Linked DNA regions of Gossypium hirsutum: region 2 is linked to region 1. Evidence: chromatin contacts called from public Hi-C data. All regions are on one chromosome and are shown on one strand. Each heading gives the region's core, a stretch centred on a gene start, on an enhancer-like site or on the middle of the called end of the contact. The rest is flanking DNA. Distances are from core to core; before and after follow the strand shown. Region 1 overlaps LOC107900119 (a long non-coding RNA gene). Region 2 overlaps LOC107900126 (a long non-coding RNA gene).

Region 1 (6,120 bases), core at 1,880-4,379:
CAGGGTTACCAACTAAGTACTCCAAAAGAATTTTTCAATATAAAAGATGCTTTGGGTTAATAAAACTTAGATGGAGAATATTTAGGACTCCATCATTCTATCCTGTGATGGTGCATAATAGAATCATTATTGCATGTTGCTTACTCCATAATTTTATTCGAACCTATATGAGTCTTGATCCTATTGAAGTGGAGTTGGGAGAAGGATTAGCTAGTAATGTAATAGATGACGATGAACCGAATATCGTAAATATTCATCCATTAGATACATAGGCTACTTAGAGGATGGAACTAGCCGATCAAATGTTCTATGAATGACAAGCATATAGAAATTAATTAGGTTTATGAAAACATAGTAGAAGGTTAAGTTGTTTATGTTATTTCATGTATCTAGTTCACAAAACTTCAGTGTTGTTTGAATTGTGTTTATGTATTGTACTAAACTTGTTGAATTATAACTTTAATTTATTTTCTTTTGATTTGCCATGTGTTATAATTTTATAAAGTGTCAAACTTCTAATTTATAATATCGAACTTAATTTTAATTTGCCTTTTTTTCTTAAGATAGTTATGTCAGGTTTTTCACAATCAAGTGCTTCTTCCCAAAATTCTTGAGGAACCAAAAGGAAATGGGTTTCAAAAGAAGATGATGCGTTGGTTGCTTATATGGTCAACTTGTACAACGTTGGAACCTATAACGCAGATATGGGATTCAAGGCTGGCTATTTAAATGAGCTGAAAAAAATGTTAGAAAAATTTTTACCTCATGCTATGTTAAAGTCTAAGCCTAATCTTAAATCGAAGGTTAGGACATTGAAAAGGGATTGGACAATTGTTTACAACATACTCAATGAAAAAGACCATAGTGGCTTTGGTTTGGACGAGCATAGATAGATGGTTGTTGCTGAAGATGCTGTGAGGAACTCATATATAAGTGTAAGAATTATTTCTTATCTTTATTATCTTATTTTAACCAAACTTATTTCTAATGTGGATTCATTTTTTTAATAGAGTCATAAAGCAGCTAGTCAATTCAGACATCGTTGTTTCCCATATTATGACCAACTTACTTCCATATATGCAAAAGATCGAGCCACTAGGAAATATGCTTAATCAGCTGCAGATATTGTTGAAGAAATAAATGTTGAGGAGCTACTGCAAATAATCTTGAAGAAGGAAACTATTATCGTGGATGCGAAGATGATGTTCTCTTAGATGAGATGGATGTCTCAGCTACACAACCGCAATTGCCGAAGCCAAACCAAGATGGTTCCACATCTTCAAAGAAGCAAAAAAAGATTTCTGATAGAAGTGAATAAATTTCTACTTCAATTACTGATGCTACCATTCTATTAGGGGAAAACATAAGGATTGTTGGCCTTCAATTAAGTAGGAGCATTGCCTCTGAGAAAGTGATTCAAGAAAGTGCTCAAAAATTATATCCGATCTTATACGAAGTAGAAAGATTAATTAAGAATGAGTGCTATCGTGCATTGAGCAAAATTCTTGACCATTCAATGCAAATGCTTATTTTTTTTTCAGTCTCCCTTCTTCAGTACAATTGGAATAAGTGAGAAGATTTCTTTCTGACCATTAAAAATCATGGTTGTGTTGGTGATGTTTTGATAACTTTTTTTATATGTAATATTTGGATGGCAAGATGCAATTAGTAGAAAGCCATACTAGTGTAACTTTTTGGTGTTGTGAAATTTAACATATAGATTATGACATATAAGTTAATGACATTATGTAACTTTTTGCTAATGTATGAACATTATGTTTGGATGTAAAATATAATTCTCAACTATTTATTAGATCTAATCTTTTGCTTTTTAGTTTAGAAGATGATTAAATTATTTGTTTCGTTAATGATATTTTAGCACATTAAATATGCATTACAATTTAAAAATAATAAAGGAACTTAATTATTAATTCATATTTTAATAATAATTATATTAATAATGTTATTAAATTATATATTATTTTATCAAATTGTATTTAATAAAAATTATGTTAAATATGATTAAATTATTTATTATTATTAAATTATATTTAACAATATTCTTATTAAAATTTAATAACAATAACAATAATCATTTACCTAAAAAAATTCTATTAAGGGTATTTTGGTATTTTAAATATTTTTCCTTATACTATTACAACATCTATTCCATTTAACTAAACATAAAAATACTATTACAACTCTATTTCATTCTATTCAACAAAAACTGAATTACTAATTAAAATTTTGTTTTATTACAATCTTATTTCATTTTTCCAACCGAACGTGCTGTTAATTTCCGTCCACAAAGAGGCTTCGGGCCTTCGCTTCGGCTCACATGCATCATCGGGCTGCTTGTCCAATAATGTTCCCTCATCAACTAGATTTAAGGTACTTAAAATGATCCCCAAACATTTTATTTTCAATTAATTTCTTCATCTTTTTTTTACGCTACTTAAAAGTAATTATATATTCAAAATGAAATATGATTATTCAAGGGTAAAAATTAAGGTTAAGAATTTAGTTGAAAACAAATAAAGGACTTAAGTAAAACGCAAAATAAAAATAAAAAAAAAATATATAAATTGGTATAATACAAGGTTTGTTTTTAATTAAATTAATGGAAATTTTTAAAATTATACATGAATTTTGATTTGATGTAATTATACATATAAAATTTTAATTGTGGTTCAAATGTATATATAAAATTTTAATTTTAATTCAATCATACACATTTTAAGAAATAAATACATTAAATTATTTTGATATTAAATATATAATTATTTGTATATTAATGTATATATAAATATAAAATGATATTATATCAATAATTATATTAATAATTTATGAGAAATAATCAAATAAAAATTTTATGTATAAAAATATACAAAATTAAAGTTTATGTACAAAATTTTACATTATGAATATATCTTTAAATTAATAAATTTAAAAGATTTATTTTTTAATATATTTATTTAGCCTTCAAAAAAGGGGAGCAAGGCCACATTAAGAAAGTGGAGGTTCACGCTATAACCCTTTAGATAAAAGTTCATCCTATGGTGTAGGATAAGGATTGGAGAGAGAAATGGCGTTGGTCCACCTTCATAGACGTGGTATGCTCTAACTTTCATTTTTCTTTAATTTTTGGGTTATGGAATATGGTTTTCACTTTCCCCACTACAGCCCAAAGCTGTGAGTAGACTTGGTCGGTTCCATTCAAAAAGTGGGAAGAAGGATTGGCTAAAAATTTAAACTTAAATATATTATTTTCTTGTTATTTTTTTTATTTTACTATCATTTCATTATTAGATTGTTATTATTTTATTGTTATTGTATAACTCTTATTTTATTGTTAATTTTATTATTATTTTTAGAGACATTTGCTTGTTAAGTTGCATATATCTTAATATTATTTAAATATTTTTAATTTATTTTCGAATTTGTTGAGAAATATTTATTTTAATATTTTTAAGATTTTTAATGTATCATAATTTTTTAAAAAAATATATAAAAATTAATATAATAAAAATTAATACAACCAAGCCAGGTCGAGTTCAGCTTTAATATTTTTATTCGAATTGGTTTTAGATAAAATTTTAAGCTCATTTTTCAAGCCGGACTCATATCTAACAAAAGAGCCTAAAATTTTGATGAATCTGACCCATTGATTAATTATTTGTGAATTTAATACTGGATAAGAAAATTTATTTATTTAAAAAATAAAAATTATAAACAAAAACTATAACATCCATATTTTCTTTCTATATTTCCAATTGTAAATCGCGATTTTAAGTAGCTATGTGTTGTCGCAAATTTTATTTTAAAATATGTATCTAAAATTTGGGCCATTTTATCCAAAATGCCCGTTTTTAAACATTAATAACAGAATTGGACCATTTATTGGGTTATTTATTGGATTAGGCCGTTTTCCCCGAAAGCGCTCTGACGTCAGCGCGCTTTAGTGTCCACAAATTATTTTTTCACTCAAATCTCTTACAATTTCTATAATTCTCTCAAAATTTCTTTCCCTTCATTTATTTTTCACATAATTCTCTCATAATTCTCAACATTCCCTTCAAAAATCTATCAAATTTCATTGAAAATTTTCAATATTCTATCAAATTTCTTTGTTTAAATTTTTTTGAATTTAATTTTTTTAAATTAAAAAAATCTAATTGTGTTAGCAATGGCTGGAGAATTAATCCGTCTCGATAATAAGCACATCTCCGTTGATCAAATGACAATGGTAAGTGATAATTTTAATTTTTCAATACTATTCGATATTTTTTAATTTATGCAAATTTAAATATAATTTGCAATACTATTTGATATTTTATTCATATATGCAATTATAATTAAAATTTTAATACTACTTGAATTGTTTTTCATTTATGATGTTTGCATTAATTAATTTATGCAATTTTAATTAATTTTTGTTTTTAAAACTTTTATAATAGTCTATAGATTGTGTGTTGCAATGCTACATCCATAATATGTTTGGTCCTCCACCGCCGTTAATCGAAAATTACTTGCGAGAAGCAGGATTTTGGCACGTGGCCACGATAGGTCAGGGGTGCAAGTTGGACCCGAAACTAATCAGTGCGTTGATAGAGAGGTGGAGACTCGAGACGCACACTTTTTATCTTCCATGCGGAGAGTGTACTATCACTCTGGAAGATGTGCATTTGCAATTGGGATTACCGGTGGATGGGTACACAGTCACCGAGTCTGCATCATCTACTGTTTGGGGAGCCGTATGCTACGAGCTTTTGGGTGCTATACCATATAATATTAACGGAGGTCAGATCGAGATGGGCTGGTTACGAGATACATTCCCGGAGCCAGATAATGATTCGACTGAACTCGAAAAAATACGATATGCTCAGGCATACATTCTTGAGATGATTGGAGGTTATCTAATGCCGGACTTGCCACGAAACCTCGTACATCTGAGATGGCTGCTGAAACTCGTAGATTTTAGAGCAGCCGGTGAATTGAGTTGGGGGTCTACCGTGTTAGCAACATTGTACAAGGAAACGTGCGGGGCGCGACTGAACAAAGCCAAAATAGGAGGTTGCCTATCACTACTGCAAATCATGGGCACGGTTTCGCTTTCCATTTACATCCTCGAGTGTAGGGCTATTCAATCGGTTAACCGACTGGTTAACCGACCCGAAATAACATTAACCGAATTAACCGACCCTTTAAAATTTTTAACCGCTAACCGAACCGAAATTTTTCGGTTAATTCGGTCGATTAACCGAATTAATCGAAAAATATATATTTTTTATTTTTGGTTAAAATAAGTATAAAATTAACCGAATTAACCGAATTACCCGAATTACCTGAATTAACCGAATTAACCGAATTATTTGTATAAAATTATATTTTTTATATTTTTATTTTTATTTTTAGATTTTTATTTTTATTTATTACATTATTTGTAATTTTTATGATTAGGTTGGGTTGGGTACTTGGGTTAATATATATTAGATTGGGTATTTGGGTTTATGTTGAATTGAGTTTGAATAAATAGTGGATTATTTATATATTATAAATTTATTTATTAATATTTTCGGTTAACCGAAAATATTCGGTTAACCGACCAGTTTCAAACCGAATTAACCGTCAACCGAAAACTCAAAAAATTATTAACTGACCACCGACCGAATTAATTTGGTTAACCGACCGATTAACTGAATTCGGTCGATTAACCAAATTTTTTCGGTTTTACCATAATTTGCACACCCCTACTCGAGTGGACCACCTATACACATTTCCATTCATAACGAGGTGAATTTTATATTAGATTTTACAATTATTATGTAGATTTAGAATATAATTGTATGCTAAAAATTTATTTAATTAGGTGGAACCATTCGACGAGTTATGTCAGAATACTTACCACTCTTGAAGATATACGGCTTCTATTAGACCAATGATCGAAAGCACAAGTAAGTATTAAATAATATATATACATAATAAAATAGTCGTTTCCTATTTAATATTTACTATTTAGTATTTAGTATTATGTATTATGCATTATGTATATAAGTAATATTTTTATCATGTTCATATAGTTTCAATGGACACCATACGAGGATCCGGCAATTCGGGCAG
Region 2 (6,120 bases), core at 2,474-4,973, 78 kb after region 1:
AAACGGAAAAAAGAGAGGGGGTAAGCATTAACATGCTTAGTAATTCCGGATAAGGGGAAAGTAAACTTACCGATTATTTAGCATGCAACCATATGAGATATTCAGGCCAAACATTCATAGTAAAATTTCCTATCACATGTACTCAACCATCAAGTTAATCTCATGCCAGTACAATGTAACATCCTTCATAGATGAGCTCATCAATTCAAACATGTCTATTCCCATTTAACATTATAATCTCGTCAAATTTCTTGGAATCTCGATGGATATCTCGTTTACCATCAAATCATGCAAGTGATCCTTTAAATACGCACTCCCGTGAACCTCACTTTTATGGCGGGATTATCAGTCCAGGCTAAATTTAGATCCTATTCGGATCACCCGTCCGAGCTAAATCCGTCAAAGCACACATATTCTTCAAGATGCTAGATCACTATAGGATCACCCATCCGGGCTAGATCCTTTATACCATTATTTCATTTTCGAGTAATCCATCAGACAGCCTTTTTATTCAACCGGGAACATTAATAATTCATGAGTTGTCATACAATAAATATTACTATTATAATTCATACATGTACATACATCTTTAATGTATTTAAAAATAGTTTACATTCGAGTTACACGAACTTACTTGGTAATTGCTTAGGTTTCGTATTACAGTTATTCCGAAACCTTTCGTTTTCCACGATCGATCTTCGAAATCGGTTCCTCAGGGTCTATATCAGTAAAAATAAATTATTAATACCTCATGCTATTTATTTTGAACCTAAAATTCACCCCAGGCAAAATGACTATTTTGCCCCTAACATTTAAAAATTTTACAACTTAGTCATTTTGCATACATGAACCCTAACTTAAAATATGGGTAGAAATGAAGAAAACATGTTTCAAAGATCTCAAAAATACAAAGAACATTAAAAACGGGGCTAGAAGTCACTTAACTATTGAGCTTGGAAAGTGAAGAAACCCTAGCTATGGTGTCCCTTGGAGAGAAGAATGGCTGATTTTTTCCTTCATTTCCCCTTTTTATTGATTTTATTACCAAATGACCAAAATGCCCTTCCTTACTAAACTTCCAAAATTTTTCATGCATGCCCATTTTTTTTTTCCAAAAATTTAGAAATTGAGTAAATTACTCTTTATGACCTTCTAATTAATAATCTAAAGCAATTTCATGGAAATTGCTTTTAAAATCCAAGTTTTGCAATTTATTCAATTTGGTCCCTAATTTTCAATTGGACACCTTACACTAAGAATTTCTTCATGAAACTTTAACACATGCTTACTTTCATATTCTGGGCCTCATAATAATTATAAATTAAATATTTTGACATCGAATTTGTGGTCCTGAAACCACTGTTCCGACTAGACCCAATTTTGAGATGTTACAACCCAAGTCAGTATACCCTCTAATTTTCACATGGCCTGGCACACGGACGTGTCCTCGACTGTGTGATACAAGTCAGTATGTATGCCCTATTTCCATACTACCTAAGACACGGGCATGTGACCCCTGTATGGTTGAAATTTTTCTAAGTTTTCAAAATTTTCATATGTTATCGGTTTAGTCCCAAACTACTTCTAAAGAATGTTTAAGGCCTCGTAGGCCCTTATAAGGGACAATGTGATTGTGTTGAATGATTTATGAGAATGAATGCTTTATGTTTGATAAATGTATGCTATATGTTGTGAATTGATCAGTAATACCTCGTAACCCTACTCTGGCACGAATACGGGTTAGGGGTGTTACATACACGGCATGGGTACATGCCCATGTCATCTGCCCATATGATTCTAAATCATAAACAATGAGTCACACGACTAGGACACATGTCCATATCCTTGCCCGTGTGTCTTACACAACCTAGCACACGCCAATGTCATCTACCCATGTGGGTCTAAATCGTAGACAGTGAGTTACACGACCTGGGCACACGCCTATGTCCTTACCCGTGTGGCTCAAACGACTTGGGTACACACCCATGTTATCTACTTGTGTGATCCTAAATCATAAACAGTGAGTTACACGGCCTGGACACACACTCATGTCCTTAACCTTGTGAACCATGCAATAACATGGTCACACACTGCCTGAACACATGCCTGTGTCCTTTGCCTGTGTGGCTCAAATTCGATGATCAGTGAGTTACATAGCCAACCATATGGCCTGGTCGCACGCCTACGTCTCTGGCTGTGTGACGTTGACAGCCACATTTTCCAGTGTTTGAAATTTGCAAAAACAGGGGTTTTTGGTACGCACCTAAAGAGATTGTGTAGCGAAAACAACATAGAGAGTCTTTGAAGCCTAAAACAACCATTCAATCATTCAATCAACTGAATTTAACGACAATGAAGCACAATTATACACAGAAACTTATGTCAAAAACTTCGACATAAAATCTTCAACGAAATTGACACTTAACAAAAGATTAACTGCAATTACTCGAATTAACCTGCCGAGATTTGTTACTTCCAACACCTATTCCTAAAATAAAGAACCAACATTGTTTAACCACGAGAAATTATCCATTAGCGCAAACTATCAACGATACAACACCGTCATTTCTTAGAACTTTTAACAAATTGACACAATTGACATCACAGAAGACATACTTACCCGACCCGTACAATAGATTAGAATGAGAAGTCCAACGATCGACAACAACACGCTCAAACGATTTAAAAACAAAAAGCGAAAGAAGAGGAAAAAGAAAAAGAGAAGGGAAAGAAGCAAAAATGTAAAGGGGAAAAGAAAGGGAAAAAAAAAAGAAACATTTAAAATATTTTGTCTCAGCCACTAGTAAATTTTTCGACAAGAAGCAAAATATTTCCTAACACATACGATGGGGCTCGAACACGGGGCCAAACAAAATACAGAGACTTAAATAGTGAACCAACAAACTCATTCTTAATATAAATTTACATAGAATTACATTTAACTATGTAATGCATGGATGGGGTTGTTTTAAAATAATAAAACTTTTAACAATACAATTCGAATTTCAGACCTTAAACATAATAGTAAAACACAAAACCACAGATATAAAGATTTAATTAATATAAAATACTGCAATAATAATATTTTGTTATTTTTAAAATTTAATAATGTGGCACTATTTTATTGGTGCCTAAAAATTATATTTTTTATATCATCTTAATATATTTTATTTTTTTAAATGAAGGATGGGGTTTTATATTGAAATTAATAGATATAGATGAGTGTATAATAATATTTTGTTATTTTTACTAATTAACAACCCTAAAAAGTCAAGAGTGCTCTCTGAGCATCCCAAAGAAACAACGGTTACTGTGCTTTGGCAGCGGACGAGTGGTGACTTGAGGGTATGGAAGCAGAAAATGAATTAGCTCTTTTTGAAGAAGAACTGATCCAGTTAACAGTAAAGAGTTCGCTAGTAACTCCGGCAGAAAATCCAACGCTGATCTACACTGTTTGGACAAAGAAATCATATAACCCAGATAGTTTGAGAGCACAATTAAGGAGTGTATGGAAAACTAGAAAGAAATTCGAGATTAATATTGTGGGGCAGAACCTGTTTTCAATAATTTTTGAAGATGAGGATGATTTAGAGCGTGTCATGGAAGGGCGACCATGGCTTTTTTGGAAACAACTAGTAATTCTTGACCGAATAACGGAACCACTGGAGCGAGGCAAGATTGACTGATTCTTTCCCCCTTTTTGGATAAAAATAGGGCCAAGTCCTCCAGAATGTGACAAAAAGAACCTAATGCATGCGGTGGGATCCACGTTTGGGGGTGTGATACGATCAGAGATTAAAGAGGACTTTTGTCGCCTTAAGGTCAATTTAGATGTGCAGAAACCACTACAGAAAGGTCTGTTTGTCTCTCCAAACAATCAAGGAAGAACCTGGCTTCCTTTCAAATACGAATCACTACCAACGTTCTGTTTTGGGTGTGGTCGGCAAGGCATGGGGTTAAAGATTGTACGAGTATTTCATTTGAAGAAAGAGTAAAGACAGAAGATGATTTACCTTATTCAATAGCGCTTAAAGCTGAATCTTCTATCAAAGGAAAAGAAAGCATATGGCTCGGATCCCTGAAAAAGAAAACAATGATACAGTGTAACTATACAGGCATGGAAGAACCAGATAGTAACGGTAAGTGCAGTACAGAATTATTGATGCCGAAGACAGATAGATATGATGATGGCAAAAATTTCAAAAAAAGACCCAAATGTTCTGGACGCAGAAGACCGGGGGGGAAATAACAAATTTAATGATGGTATTGAAAGTCTTGGAAAGGGTATGACCAATGTGGAGGAAAAGTTACAGAAAAACCAAAGTAGCATGGCAGAAAATCAGATAGATGAAGTGGAGATAAAAAATTATGAAGAATGGGAAGCAACACAACAACCGAGATACCACAGAAGCAGCTGGCGTAGATTGGACAAGAAGAACTTTGATGCAAATATGTCAGAAAGGATCTTGGATAAACGCAAGTTTAATCATGAAAGCCTAGTTGAGAATGCGACATATCTCACTAATGAAAGTCCTGTTAAAAAAGTAAAGGAAAATAAGGATAGGGAGGATAGTTATGCCAATTTTGATTGTAAGCAGGCTGTTTCCCACGTTAGTTCAGAACTAACACAAGTTATATCGGCGGCTGCCAATGGGCAAGCCGACTGGAAGCCATGAAACTCCTAAGCTGGAATGTCTGGAGACTGGGGAATCCCCAGGCTAGTAGGAGATTTCAACATATGTTGAAACTCTACAAACCCCAACTGGTCTTCATAATGGAGACAAAATTGGATCATAGACGCATGGAATGAGTTAGGAGAAAATGTGGTTTTCAGAACGGGATAGATATATCAGCAACGGGTACACGTGGTAGAATTTGCCTTGCATGGAACGAAAATCACTTGGCTATTCAGAATCTCATGTTGATGTTGAAGTTATTGATGAAGATAACTCAAACAAATGGAGGTTCACTGGATTTTATGGGAATCCACAAGTCTCAGATAGGCAGGACTCTTAGAATCTTCTTCGAAGGCTACAAGAAACAAATTCAGAAGCATGGTGTATATGTGGTGATTTCAACGAGATTATGTATGCTCATAAAAAAACGGGAGGCGCAACAAGAAATGAAAGGCAGATGGAGGCTTTTCGAAAGGCCTTAACAGATTATGAATTAGTCGATTTGGGTTATACGGGACAGAAGGATACATGGGAGAGGGGCAACTTCCAGACCACAAATATTCGAGAATGGCTAGACCGGGGAGTGGCAAATAATGCTTGGCTCAATTTGTATAGTAATTACAAGGTACATAATCTTATGCATTGATTCTATTATCACTGTCCGAATCTAATCAAAACAGAGATAAATAGTGCACATGATGGGAGAAATCGCTTTAAGTTTAAATCTTGGTGGCTTATGGAACCGAATTGTGCTGATGTTATTAGGAAACTATGGGATGAGAAATCAAGTGATGCTCTTGCTAAATTGGAAAATCTTTGAGCTGGCCTACAAAAATGGGGACGAAGAGTCAAGTACGCACATGACAAGAAAAGGAAGAACCTTCGAGATCGATTGGTTCAACTTGATAGTATAGACCGGGATGATGATGTGATAGCAGAAATCCTTGATGTAAAGCTGGAGCTTAATTGGGAAATGGAAAAGGAGGAATTATATCGGGAACAACAGGCTAGAGCCAATTGGTTGCGTGAGGGTGATAAAAATACAACGTTTTTTCATAGTAAAGCTACATAAAGACAGAGGATGAATTATATCCGGGGATTGGAAGACAAGAATGAATTCTTTAAGACAGAAAGAGAGGGTATGGAGACTATCGTTAAAGATTATTTTATGGAGCTCTTTAATTCAAAAGGGGTTGGCAACACAAACCATCTTCTTTCAGGGGTTAAAAAGTGTATCAATGAGGATATGTACTGAATATTAGCAGTAGATTATAAGGAGGAAGAGATAGTTGAAGCGCTTAAGAGCATAAGGCCGACAAAAGCCTCTGGGCCTGATGGCTTCCCAACTATTTTCTTTCAGAAATTTTGGTATATTGTGGGAAAGGAGATTTGTGGGTTTTTCTTAGGAGTCCTAAATAAAGGTATGTCTTTGCAACCTTTAAAC

Evidence for each region. Hi-C and Micro-C count contacts between places; a contact is called where the count stands out from the background.
Region 2: a Hi-C map of leaf shows a contact between it and region 1, with 3 times the contacts expected there. The contact joins two enhancer-like sites. A contact is called at or near these places in 13 of 34 Hi-C or Micro-C datasets (anther, callus, fibers and 2 more).

The regions. Positions count from the first base shown.
Region 1 is chrA11:64,798,057-64,804,176 of Gossypium_hirsutum_v2.1, forward strand. LOC107900119 (a long non-coding RNA gene) reads left to right here. Exons shown (of 3, transcript XR_005905099.1): 2 at 564-935; 3 at 1,011-1,540. Among protein-coding and RNA genes, the nearest start is that of LOC107900119, 7.1 kb to the left of the region's middle. Within about 2 kb of position 3,130, at least 3 of the 9 cell types and tissues checked have an H3K27ac peak or open chromatin away from gene starts, as enhancers often do. A contact at or near this core is called in leaf, where this site is marked.
Region 2 is chrA11:64,875,173-64,881,292 of Gossypium_hirsutum_v2.1, forward strand. It overlaps LOC107900126 (a long non-coding RNA gene), which reads right to left. Exons shown (of 7, transcript XR_001684824.2): 5 at 4,014-4,078; 6 at 3,555-3,925; 7 at 3,220-3,450. Among protein-coding and RNA genes, the nearest start is that of LOC107900126, 5.9 kb to the right of the region's middle. Within about 2 kb of position 3,724, at least 6 of the 9 cell types and tissues checked have an H3K27ac peak or open chromatin away from gene starts, as enhancers often do. A contact at or near this core is called in leaf, where this site is marked.